Linked DNA regions of Mus musculus: region 2 is linked to region 1. A link is a contact called in public HiChIP or PLAC-seq data. All regions are on one chromosome and are shown on one strand. The core of a region is the stretch at or near the end of the contact, and the rest is flanking DNA. Distances in the headings are between cores, read along the strand shown.

What was found. HiChIP or PLAC-seq counts read pairs in DNA pulled down with a chosen protein or histone mark.
Region 2: an HNF4G HiChIP or PLAC-seq map of pancreatic cancer cells shows a contact between it and region 1. The contact joins two enhancer-like sites. A contact is called at or near these places in 3 of 115 datasets of contacts at active chromatin or transcription factors (embryonic stem cells, extraembryonic endoderm stem cells and pancreatic cancer cells) and 3 of 9 other capture datasets (adipose tissue, liver and pancreatic islet).

The regions. Positions count from the first base shown.
Region 1 is chr11:106,586,725-106,593,394 of GRCm38.p6, forward strand. All of the region lies in intron 1 of Tex2 (testis expressed gene 2), which reads right to left. Among named protein-coding and RNA genes, the nearest start is that of Tex2, 23 kb to the right of the region's middle. Within about 2 kb of position 2,252, at least 93 of the 459 cell types and tissues checked have an H3K27ac peak or open chromatin away from gene starts, as enhancers often do. A contact at or near this core is called in adipose tissue, liver, pancreatic cancer cells and 1 more, where this site is marked.
Region 2 is chr11:106,656,297-106,662,966 of GRCm38.p6, forward strand. It overlaps Pecam1 (platelet/endothelial cell adhesion molecule 1), which reads right to left. Exons shown (of 16, transcript NM_001305157.1): 15 at 5,706-5,728. Among named protein-coding and RNA genes, the nearest start is that of Tex2, 47 kb to the left of the region's middle. Within about 2 kb of position 3,540, at least 242 of the 459 cell types and tissues checked have an H3K27ac peak or open chromatin away from gene starts, as enhancers often do. A contact at or near this core is called in adipose tissue, liver, pancreatic cancer cells and 1 more, where this site is marked.

The DNA of each region.
Region 1 (6,670 bases), core at 1,002-3,501:
GTCTCTTCAGCCACATGCACATGCACACACACACACATACATGCACACACATGCACACACATACACACGGAGACATATAATTAAACATACATCTTTAAAGAATTTTATGAGAGCAAGTTTAATCTCTCCAGTAAAGACCAACTCTCCATACAGGTGACCTTATCAATTCCAGCAGAGAGCAGTGGGGCACACACCTGTACCAGCAGAGAGCAGTGGAGCACACACCTGTACCCCCGATACTTGGAGGTGAGACAAAAGGATCCCTACAAGTCTGAGATAAATCCGGGCTGCAAATTAAATTCAAACCTAGCCTGGGGTACTGCAGCAAGACCCTCACTCAAAACACAAACCAAGAGGACACTGAAGGGTGGGACAAGGGCTCTCTTGTGTGTCCAAGTCACAGTTGTGATGTGTAAAGATGCGCCAGAGAGCTCTACTCCCCAACAACTTATTACAAGGTCTTGTCTGAGCACTCTGGCCAGCACTGTCACACTTAACCCTTCTGCCACCCTATCTACCTGTTCCAAGGAAAGAGGGACATCTGTCCCAAGAGATCTTAAGTCTAAAAACCCTGAGGAGCCTGCAGAGCTGGCTTAGGGGTTAAGAGCACTTGTTGCTCTTGCAAAGGACCTGAGTTTGGTTCACTGTTTCTACATATTAGATAAAAGAAATTTAGATCAAGACAAAGTAGTCCTGGCAACTTACCAGGTAACAAGGCAGAGCAGGACTCCCGCTGCAGGCCCACTCTACAGCACCGTGTGCGCTGCCTCTCTCTGCTGCTTCCCTCCACGAGGCAATCAGGAGTGGAGAGGCTTTCATGGCACCCCGCGTTTTAGGAGAGCCAGCCACTTAACAGCCAAGCCCACTACTGGGAAAACAGAGACTTTACCCTATCTACCTACACGGACGCTCACAACCATCTGTTACCCCGGCTCCAGGAGAGCTAATGCCCTCTTCAGACTTCTGCGGACATCAAACATGCAGTATTGTGTACATACATGCATTCAAACAAACATTCATACACATAAATATAAATAAATCTCAAAGGAGAAAAATAAAAAAGGGGGCGGAGGGGAGCAAAGAGGAAAGAGAGGGAAGGAAGGGAGAGAAGAAGGGAGGAAAAGAGGAAGGGAATACAGAATCGATCAGGCAAAAGCTGCACTGATTCCCTGAGCAGGCTACAACACCTCTGTCTATTATCACGGCTCTAAAGAACCTGTCTGTGGTAAACAGCAACCTGCTGAGGATATAGGCATGACATCATGCAGGTTTTCTTATCATTTAGGAAATCACAGATAGTAGCAAAAAGACACTCATTCTCCCTTGACACCAGCCATCTGTCCTGCCCTCTCTGCTCATCGATGCACCTATACGTAGAAGCAGACATTTGTGTATATGTTTGCTTGAGACAGTCTTACCAGGTAGCCTAAGCTGACCTCAAATGAAAATCCTCCTGCCTCAGCTTTTCTGTAAGTAAGCGTTCTGTTGCATGTACCAACCATGCAACGTCCACAATAGCACACCCTGCTCACAGATATTTCCGCCCTCAGGGAAGTGGGTGACAGTTTAGCCATGCCCTCTATGAGCCTCCATGTTGCCTGGTGGCTCTGTTCATGACTCAGTCTTTCCTTTTACACCGTCCAAGGGAGTGTAAGATTTACCCCTATGCAAACAATCCCATGGATCAGTCTATATGGCTCAAGGCACTACCAAACAGGAATTGATTTCAAAAGTAACACCTAGTTAAAACCAAATACTTATTTCTCCCGAATCATTCAATAAGACAAGTATTTGAAATTAACTGAGCATGTTTATCTTTCTTCACTTCACAAGTTACTCACTGCTACAAGTCTGTTTAGGGAAACACTCTAATGGCAATCACATCTTTCCAGCCCCAAGAGCAGAGGCAAGACGGTAAACACCCATCTGTACACCTCCTCAGAGTTCACAAAGCACCCAGCCTGGCCTCAGGGGGGCTAGGAGGAGGCAAGGATCTGATAATCACAGCCAGCGGGGACACAGCCAGCGGGGAGTCAAATCGGTTTGCAGATTAATCACAGAAGGATTTCCTAAGCCATGGGGTCCTGGGCTGACACCCTAGAAGAGAGGAACGACTCACCGATCGTGGTGGCACAACGGGAGAAAAGGAAATGACCTGAGGCTGGACCACAGCCATGGGGAATCCAAAGACATCCCTGGGGCCAAGTGCTATGACACAGCACACTGATGACCTGGTCACTGGAAGGGAATGAGGGACGCCTGAGATTGCACACAATCTGCATGCACATGTGGAACTGAGAGGCTCGGGAGCTCAGTCAGCCCTCACAAACTTCAGTGAGAAGTGCTGACAGCCCGGGCTAGTGTAGCCACATGGACAAAACAGATCTGAGTCAGGAGACACGGGTTGCCACTCTGGTGGGCTGGATGTGAAAGAAGCTATTCTTATGGATGGAGCCTGGGTCCTGGGATCAAAAGCTGGAAGGATGGAGCCATAGTAAGAGGGGACCCAGTGAGGTTTAAGAAGAATGCAGCAGGGTCAGTTTGAGACATCCGAGAGACTGAGACTATTGGTGACCTGGCCTTGTGGCTATCACAGGATGCCCAAGGTTCTGATTCAGGAACGAATAATTGCCAGAAAAATGGTGCCTGGAGCCCAAAACTAACAGAGGAGCCCAGACCTCATGCTGAACTGTGCCCGGTTTCTCACAAGTCCGAATGACAACGTGCAAGCATCATGTGTCTGTGTTTGAGAGCAAATGGTTGTGGGGGAGATGCAGGAAGGGAGGTGGAGGGGAGGGAAAGAGAGGGCATTCTGAAGATGTCTGCTAGCGTCTGACTTCACAAAATATCTCTCCAGATAAAGTTAATTCTGTCTGCTATTGATAATAAAATTCTTTAAAATTCTGGCACCCTCCTAATTGAATCTCACCAGCAAACATGAAACTTAGAAATGGAGGAAGAAAAATAACTGTTCTCTGAAATGAGCAGCATGAGAGAACTTTCACTGACGATTTATATCCCCAACACTCTGGGACACACAACCCTCTCCAGGGCTCAATGAGATAGAAACGAAGCCTCCTGTCTCCTAAGCAAGGAAACCAAGGCAGACAGAGAAATGGCCTAAGGCTTCACAGCCGGTACTCACACACAGAGTGGATACAGAATCCTAACAGGCCTGGGCACCCCTCCCTCTCTGCGGTGCTAAAGACCAGGTGTACACCGGGCCCTGCCAGGGGCATCGCCTGCTGGCCTGCTTACTGGGAACAGTCTTTCTTATTTGCTTGCACTGACTAGTTATTGTCTTAGCCTCAAGATAACTTTGGCGGGTTTTTGCGGCTTCCTCCTCCCTTGGAGATAGGGTCTCAACTCCTATAGCCCAGGCTGGCCGCAAACTCAAGGCAATGCCTTGCTCCAGCTTTCCCAGGGTCTAAGATTATAGATGTGAACCACTCCACACAGATAATCATAATTTTTAAAGAACATTTTTTTAATTAATTCAATCCTTTCTGCTATAATTTCTTTAAAGATTTTTGTTTTATTTTAAATTATGTATGTATGCGTGAGCGCAGTATCCCGAGGCCAGGAGGTATCAGGTTCCCTGCAGTGGCAGTTACAGACCAGTGTGCGCCACACAGCTTGAGTGCTGGGAACTGAATTCCGGCACTTTGTAAGAGCAGCTTCTGCTCTTAACTTCTAAGCCATCTCCAGCCTCTGAAGAGATTGTTCAACATCTGATCATTACCCCAAAGCTTTAAGTTTTACTTATAATTACTAAGAGAATTTAGATCAAAATATAAACTCAAGTTGGAAAAGGAAATCAAGTGTTTGTTTTCTATCAAACGCCTACGGCATGTTTCCAACTCAAACCGATGAAACAGGCGTAAACTGACTCCCTTAATTTACAAAGCAATTTTCCAAGCTGAGTTTATCTTTAAGCCAGACTCACAAAGTCTCTCATCAAGAGACAGTACTGCAAGGTGAAGTCCTTGCCAGGCCAGAGAAGGCTGACAGCTCAAACTGTCTGCTAAGGATTCTCTGTGTGCTCACAGGAAACACTGTATAGTCCTTACAGACACCACACTTCTGAGCTGCCCAGAAACAGAGTGGGGGTGCGAGGGGAGTGAGAGGGTAGGGATGGAGTGGTGGGGGAGGGGAGGGTGGGGATGGTGTGATAGGATGTGTGTGTATGTGACGAGATCATGACAATGAAGGACAAACAGTAACTCGTCAGCACATGGAAGACAGCGTTTAAACCCCATTTGCCACAGCAGTAGAGGTCCTCCCTCCATGCTTGTGTTGTAGTGTTCTTTTGTTTGAGACGACCCTGGTAAACCTCATACTCACTATTGTAGCCTAGGCAGGCTTTAAACTGGTGGCAATCCTCCTGCCCTCCTCTTGAGTGGCGTCATACTCAGCTAGTCCATCCGTCATCTTTGATATGGATGGACGGACAGATGGACAGACATACGTGTGTACATGCACACACGTTTCCAAGCCTACCATTCATTTTCTAGGTGCCTGAGATAACTAATGGCACTTGCCCACCCTTTCCTAGCTCAGACTTGGCAAGAGTGAAAGAAGTGATGCTGGAGTACAAGACGGTAGACTAGGGCCACATGGCTTCAGGCTGCTCAGAGGGGTGCCGGACGGTGGAGAGTGCGCTCCACCTGCAACCCCGCATCAACCCTCCATCTGCCCTCACCAGCCTACATATGCAATGCCGGCCAGACAACTGAGGGCATGGTGTCCTGGTCTGTGAAGGAGAGCTGGTGTGGGGCAGAGAGCAAACAGGGACAGTAACGACAGGGTGCTGTGGGGATTACAGGAAAACTGACGCCCACCAACCTGTCGATTCCAGCTCTAAACACATCTGTCTATTAGTATGCCCGAGAACTCCTGACCTTCGGAAGAGCAGTCGGGTGTTCTTACCCACTGAGCTATCTCACCAGCCCTGTCCATACTCTTTAAAGTGTACCTGCTCTGGCTTGACTATGAATCAGTCCCCCAAAGCGGTGTGGCCTGGAGAGGCACCTAGGTCACGAGGGCTCTAATGTCAACAAAGTAATTAATCCCTTGAAGGATTCATAGTTCATCATGCCAGGAATGAAGATGAATATCTATATCTATAATCCAAGTAGTGGGGAGGCTATGACAGAAGAACAGTGATTTTTCTTTTTGTGGCTAGCCTGGGCTACATAGTGAGTTCTAAGTCAGCCGAGGATACAAATTGAGACCTGGTTGCTTAAAAAGGCTGATGGGATGGATGGTTCAGTGGCTAAACACACTGGCTATTCTTCCAGAGGACCTAAGTTTCATTCCCAGCACCTATATGGTGGCCCGTAAGTGGCTGCAACTCCAGTTCTAGGTGGGATCTGACATCTTCCAAGGCCTGTGTAGGCACCGGACACAAGTGTGATGCACAGACATACATGCAGACAAAACACCCATACACATAAAAAATAAGTTTTAAATAAAAACAAAACAAATAAAAAGGCAAAAGCGGGCTGGTGAGATGGCTCAGTGGTTAAGAGCAGCGACTGCTCTTCCGAAGGTCCCGAGTTCAAATCCCAGCAACCACAGGGTGGCCCACAACCATCCGTAATAAAATCTGATGCCCTCTTCTGGAGTGTCTGAAGACAGCTAGAGTGTACTTACATATAATAAATAGATAAATCTTTTAAAGAAAAAAAATGGCAAAAGCAGTAGAGACTACCCAGAGGAAATGCATCACTGCGGGAATGCTTTGGCCTGGACACAAGCACACACACTCTCCCCCGAAACCACACCCTAACGCTGCCCCCCATCCCACATCACACACCCAGCACCTCGCCAACCCCGCCATCCCCCATCACCCCCATCCTCTGCCTGCATCAAGTGAGCAGCCTCTTGGTTCTGCTGCTGCAGCTCTGCCTTGGGCCCAAAGCAAGGAGCTGACCAGCCTTGGAATTAAACTCCGAAACTGTGAGCAAAATTAACCGGTTTTCTCCTTGAACTTTCTCCCCTGAGTATTTTGTCATCGAGACTAGCATAGCATGAGAATCTTAAACTGGGTTATCTCGGGAAACCCAGTGTTCTCAGAGCTGCCTCCAGTGGGTAAATTCCTGCCAAGTTTGTTTGGAATCCAAAACTTTTCTCAGAAACCCACTAAGAAGCCAGGCCAGCAGCTCATATACCATCTTTTTGTGGGTACAGGGCTCTCATGTTTTGGGGTGCCCAACATAGGGACCTTTTAGCTTTAGCCCCTGAAGCTAAGACAACAGGCATGCGGGTCTTCACTGGGGTTTCTTGTCTTGGGTTTGCTTTGCACTCATAAACAGATGGCGCTGCCTTCTGCAGGCTTCGGTAGGTTTTATGAAGAGCTTCTTCCCTGCCTCTGAGATACATTATTTTATCCAGCTTCATGTGAAAGGTTGAATTAATGTTAAGTCTTCAATACTGAGCACATCACTCAAGATGCAAAGCCCATCTCCACGGACGCTCCCCTCCCAGGCCGGCTTTCTCGCCACTCAGCAGCTCTGCGTGGAAAGGTAACCTTTGCCTCGGTGTCCTCAGGACCCTCAGCACACCAGACTGGAGTCTCTGTGGTTCTGACCCTTCCTAATGCTGTGACCGTTTCATTTGGTCCTCATGTTGTTGACCAACATAAAATCAGTTTCACTACTACTTCATA
Region 2 (6,670 bases), core at 2,290-4,789, 71 kb after region 1:
CCTCTTCTGGAGTGTCTGAAGACAGCTACAGTGTACTTACATATAATAAATAAATAAATCTTTAAAAAAAAAAGTTCTGGAGGGCTGGTTAAATGGCTCAGTAGAAAGGCTCGCTGACTGCCAAGCCTGATAAATTGAGTTCAGTCCCAAGATCCAGAGGTTGAAGGAAAAGAACCAGCTCCCAGAAGCTGTCTCTGACTGTTGAATGCGTGTGCAAACGAACATGTAACAAGAATTTAAGGAAAAAAAAATCGAGAGTGCATTGTAGTGACAGTTACATTATGAATGTGACTCGTGCAACTGAATTCTCTGTTTTTAAGTGCTGGGGAGGCATTGCTCCATCTCTGAGCCATACCCCAGCTCTTGAACGATACTACTTTACAATAATGTAGTGGTTAATTTTAGGTTGTGTATGTTCTACTGTAATAATAAAAAAAAAGTTAAAAAAAAAAAGCCAGGCGTGGAGATAAATGTTCAGAACACAGCACTTGGGGCCATCAAGAGTTCAAAGTAGGGCTGGCGAGATGGCTCAGTGGTTAAGAGCGCCGACTGCTCTTCCGAAGGTCCTGAGTTCAAATCCCAGCAACCACATGGTGGCTCACAACCGTCCATAACGAAATCTGATGCCTTCTTCTGGAGTATCTGAGGACAGCTACAGTGTACTTACATATAATAAATAAGTAAGTCTTTAAAAAAAAAAAAAGGAGTTCAAAGTAATCCTCAGAAGAACCTGGGCTGTCTTCATATGTGACCTGTCTCAAAAGAGCACCAAAATAGCCCCAAATGGTAGTCTGAGTCACCCACCACCCACTTCCTGGTTTCTGGACCTTTATCTGACCTAGTACAGATCTCTATCCCGAAGAGGACAGACTCTGTCCCAAGGATTTCATAGTCCACCAATGATTTTGCTTGTGTGTGTGTGTGTGTGTGTGTGTACAATGTGTGCATATTCAGTTCTGTGCTATGGGGTTCATGTGGAAATCAGGAGAGCCTCAAGTACTTTCACCTCCCATTCTGGATGAGATAAGGTCTCTCTCTCTCTCTCTCTCTCTCTCTCTCTCTCTTTCTCTCTCTCTCTCTCTCCCTCGTTTGTCAAGACAGGGTTTCTCTGTGTAGCCCTGGCTGTCCTGGAACTCACTCTGTAGACCAGGCTGGCCTCAAACCCAGAAATCCACCTGCCTCTGCCTCCCAAGCGCTAGGATAAATGCCTGCGCCACCACTGCTCAGCTGAGACGACGTCTCATATTGTTCCCTGTTGCTAGTTGGCCCAAGAGTTTCAAGGGGCTCCCCACGTCCCATCTCAATGCTGGGGTTACCAATGCCTGGCTTTTATGTGGATTGTGGGGTTGAATTCACGGCCTCACAATTGCCACACAGGTGATTACCCACTGAGCCACCTCCCTGCCCTTTATCAATCCCAGATCAACATTTCGATGAAGTAATTTGGAGGCATGGGGGCATCACATTCTGACCAGGACACTCCTGAAGTACTCAGAAGTGACCTGAACTGACTTCTAAGATTTTGTAAAGGGGAAAGAAATTTGCAAGCAGAGGAGCTGGGCAGGCTGGGAGATTCGGGAGCTGAGAGCCTTGCAAAAGGAGAGCCCTGAAGAACAGGAAACACAGGCCCACGGTTCAGAACCCTCTGCGGACCGAGGACACCTTGCTGTAAGTGGAACTTAACAGAGGTGGGGGCAAAAGAAGATGTAAAGGTTGCCTGGCGTCGTAGGGAACCTGTGGCCAGGCTGGCTGGCTTCCTGGACTCTCCATTTTGTTTGGCTGGGCCTGGGGCTTTTAGCACAGGATGCAGACCTGAGAGGCCCAACTAGGAGACCAAGACTCTGGCTCCTCCCTTGCCAGGATGGAACTGCACAAACGGGCCAAGCAAGCCGTGTGAGCCCAGAGCGCTGGAGGTTTGCCAGCACTGGCAGCTGCTGCCTGCCGTTTCCTCCGCTCTTCCAGGGCAAGGAGCTGGGATCCTCGTGTCTAGCCTTTCTGCAGGCCCCAGACCAAGTCTCTCCCCAGATGCCTCTGTTCTCCCTCTCTTAGGGAAAACGGCACTGGATAATGGGACCAAGCTCACAGACAGGAAGGGCTAGTCCATCAGCAGGGTCTGGGGACTTAAACGTGAAAGTTAACACACTCTCAGTGAGGAGCGGACTTGTTATGCTTTAGTCAGAAGCCAGCTGTCAGCTCTGGATCTGCCCTGCTTCTGCTCAGCTTGTGCTCCCCCCCCATCTCCCCATACCCCCTCCCCCCTCCGTCCCCCAGTAACCCCAAAGACCTTTCTGACTCCACCTCCTTGCCCGGGTCCCTGACTCCTACTTCTAAAGAGTTCTCAGGGTGAGCACTTCCAGTCTATCAGGAACGAGCTGAGTGTTCTCTTAATCCCTGCAGAAATGCAGGTGAGAAGTCACCCAGTTTGCAGATCGTGGAAATGGGGCTGGGAGAGATGACTCCGCAGGCAAGAGTGCACAAGCCTGAAGATGTGCCTGAGTTCTAACCTTGAAGCCCACAGGAGAGGGAGATGGACTCTCAGACATTATCCTGACTGCATCTCTCACACACACACACACACACACACACACACACACACACACACACAGACACCCTTTTTATAAAAATGGTAACTGATGAGAAGACGGAACCTTACATACAGACTAAGCAGCTAGTTAGGATAATTCTGTATATGGTTCTCCCAGGCCTATGTCAAGCTTTGGCTTTGATGAATCCTAGGCTTTGAGTTTCGTGTGTGTGTGTGTGTGTGTGTGTGTGTGTGTGTGTGTGTGTGTGTGTGTGTTGCATTTCAGAGCCAATAAAGTAAATCTCTTAACCGTATCCACTGTTACCAGAGTGCTTGAGGAAAAGATCATTAAAGGAGACAGTGGCTTTTTTGTGATGGCTTGAGTCTGCAGAGTCTCATTTAACCCTTAAGAAAATCCCAGTGGGCAGATGTTACTTCGTCATTTTCACTATCATTATCATCACTATCACCACCATCGCCATCATTATCCGCATCACCACTACCATCACCATTTCTACTTTACAGGCAGTGGTGCTTAGGTTTGAGGAAGTCACCCACAAGAAGATTGTAGAAGTGGGACCCCGTTCTTCAGCAGCAGCCTCAGCCCCACTCCTGAGCAGGTCCTGTGACAACTCATCTCCCTGCTGGTCCTGGGGAGTGGGGAAGGGACCCCATCACTGACACTGTCTTGTTCCCAACCGGTAAGAGTCAGGGGTTCTGCCCACCATCTGGAGACCTTCGCATAGGTCCAGATTCGAGCTCTTTCTTTTAAGCACAGGGTGTTCTCTTCCACGTTATCTGTCTGCGTGGGCCACAAACCCGGTTTATAAACAAGGCAAAAAATGGCAAGAGGAAAAAGTGAAGTCAGCCTGTGCCATTGGAGCAAGTCAAACAATACCAAGCTCGTAGCTGGCTAAGTGGCTGTCTCATTGTCCAGATATTTCCTCAGGCCATTAAACAAGCGAGGAATGATTGCCAGGTTTGATTTCAGGAAGGAAGCCCCTCCCATTTCCCTGCCGAGCAATTCAGTGTTCATTTTCTTCTGACCCACGCTGGCTGGTTATTAGGGAAGCGCTGCATGCTTCTTTCATAAACAAAAGTTATTTGCTTCAAGATTCAAAATTCACTTCTCAACGACTGGGAAGCCCTGAGTTCCTGCCAGATGGTTTTATTATTTTGGAGGTAGGGCTAGCCCAAGTACTGGGAGCACCCTGCGACCAGAGTAGACTTTGGGGGCTGAGGGAAAGCCATTCTGCCACTGGCCTGGAGTTCAGAGCCTTTGTCCAGAGAGCCCCTTTGGGTGGAAGACAAAGTAACTAGGTTGGTTCGGCAAAGTTCCGACGGCTGGCCCGCAGCCCTGCCTTGGGTGGCCACAGATACACACGGCCATGGGAACAGCCAGTGAACTTTTTTTTTTTTTTTTCTTAATCAGGGTCCTACTCTGCCTGTGGAGCAAGCTTGTCATTATTCTCACCTCTTGGGAGACAGTCACTTTTTTTTTTTTTCCTTTTGAGACAAGGTTTCTCTGTGTAACAGAGCCCTGACTGTCCTGGAACTCAGGGCTAAAGGATTGTAGACCAGACTGGCCTTGAACTCACAGAGATCACTTACTGCAGCTAAGCACCACCAAGCCTGGCTTGTGTCACTTCTTAACAGTGAGGACAAAGCCCAGGCCAGGGCTTTTGGAGACGTGACCTCTGTTTCTGCTTCTCAGGGATTCTGGATGCTTTAGCAAGGCAGGCCCCCCATTTCTTCGTCTATGAAACAGGCTCCCTTGCCCCTTCCACACAACAGTGCTCTCAGCAGCCTGGGTGGGTGCAGCTAGGGAAGCTGTTCACCTCATTCCTCTTCGCCTTAAACAGACAGCCTTCATCCCCACAGAGAATGTCAGCGCCTTCCTGTCTGTCCAGAGCATAATGAGCTCTGTTTAGCAAGAATTCAGACCCAGCAAAACAAAGGAAGCCAGGGCCCCACTGAAGGCTACAGAGAAGTCTTGCTGGAAGTTTCTCCCAGACCCAAAAGACCAGTTCAGAGGCCAGTTCCTTATTTTTGAAGATAATAGCTGCCCTGTTAACCCCTGTGCTGCTGGGTGCCCACAGACAGGCTGGGAACCGGAAGGCAGTGGGTTATGAATGGGTTGAACTTAAACCCCTTCCCTCCCTCCCTCCCTCCCTCCTGAGTTTATTGTACATCCTTTTGTGTGTGTGAGTGTGTGTGTGTGTGCGCGCGCGCGTGCGTGCGTGCGTGCACATGCCTGTGTACAAATGTTCCTTTGTGAGTGTGTCTACGTGCATATAGAGGCCAGATGGCAATCTCAGACGTCATTCCTTAAGAACCATTCATCTTTTTCTTTTCCTTTCCTTTCCTTTCCTTTCCTTTCCTTTCCTTTCCTTTCCTTTCCTTTCCTTTCCTTTCCTTTCCTCCTTCCCTTCTTTCAACAGGGTCTCTCGTTGGCCTTAGGCTCACCATGCAGGTTGGCAAGCCCCAGGGACCTGTCCTCATCTCCCCAGGACTGGGATCTCACATGTTTGCCACTACAACTGAAATTTTCACTTTGGGTTCTAGGATTAAACCCAGATCCTTGTGTAAGTATGTGGCCAACTGCCCTATCTCCCTACCCTTCCTCTCTTCATCTCTCTTCTCTTCCCCTTCCTCCTTCCTTTTCCTCTCCCCTTCCCTCTCTCACCAGGGACTTAGTATGCAGTCCAAACTGGTCTTGCACACAAGCTCCTCTCTCAAGTGTGTGTCGCTCACTATGCCCGAGACTCTTTCTTACTAAAAGAGCAGAAAGACTCCCAGCGACATGGGAGGATTCCCATGGTCCCTCTCCCTATATAGACTGAGCTGTAACGGTATAGACAGGAGAATCAGTACTGGAACTGGCTTAGACTGCCAGAGGATGCCACGGTTCCTGGTCTCAAATGGGCCAGGTTAGAACAAGGTGCTGGCGAGAATTAGTAGAAAGCAGACCCTGGACAAATTGGGAAATAGTTCGTTGTTCTATAGAACACCTTTGTAAAGCAACAGCAACAGCCACATACTGCAGTCCTGAAAGGGAATTCTGTAGCCAAGGAAGGCCTCAAACGTCCACAACACTCCTCAGTGTGGTGATTCAGGTATGAGCTACTACCAAGCTTCATGGGTGCATTTTTAACGTAGTGTGTGTGACGTGTGTACTTACAGAGTATCTGTTTTCCATGAGATCTGCAAAACAAAGACGGCACAAAGGTGAGCGTGCGAGGTAGGGCAGCTTCACACTGGATCTGCTGCTGGAAATGTGCAAAGTGGCAAATGGCAAAGGGGGGATATAGAGGAGGGTTGGGGACGGGACAGAACACTAGTGTATAAGGGGGTCTCAGGCCATCTACTGATGGCCTTTTGTCTCTAGGCAAGCCCCTGGGATCTTCTCAGCCATGAGATAGGCATGTAGAGTCCCTGGAACGTCATTTGACCTTTTTGTGTGCTAGCTTTGATTTTTGTTTTTTGTTTTGTTTTTTTTTTAAGTAGGGCTTCATGTAGGCCAGGCTAGCCCTTTAACTTACTATGTAGTCCAGGATAACCTTGAGTTTCTGAGACTTCCATTTCCCAATTATAGGCATGAACCACCACACAGTTCATGGGGTGCTAAGAATGAAGTCCAGGGCCCAGTGCATGCTAGGCAAGCATTCTACCAACTACACCCCCACTGTGGCTTTTCTTTTCTTAAAGACAGGAGCTCTTTATGTAGCCCTGGGTGTCCTTGAGCTATCTGTTCAAAACTATCCAAGGTATCCTCAAACTCCCAGAAATCCACCTGCCTCTGCTTCCAGAGTGCCGGGATCGAAGAAGTGCAGCTTCTTGTGTGGCATTTTAAAGATTTTTAATTAGTAGAGAAAAATAGAAAACAGAAAATTAGAAAGTTGCAAATAAAAGTGATCTCTGCTCCACCCTCCACCCACTTTTGGTCCCTTCCACTGTCCCCTAGCAGTGTTCTGAGTGGACTGTTGGGGAGGGTCAGGGGAAGTTAGGGCGATAGGCCTGTGATGTGTTCCACCCCATCCTTTCATGCAGTGTGGTTTTGTAAGAACTTTCATAACCTTTCTTTTTCTTTCCTTTTGTTTTCTTTTCTTTTTTTTTTTTTTTTTTTTTTTTTTTTTTTTTTTTTTT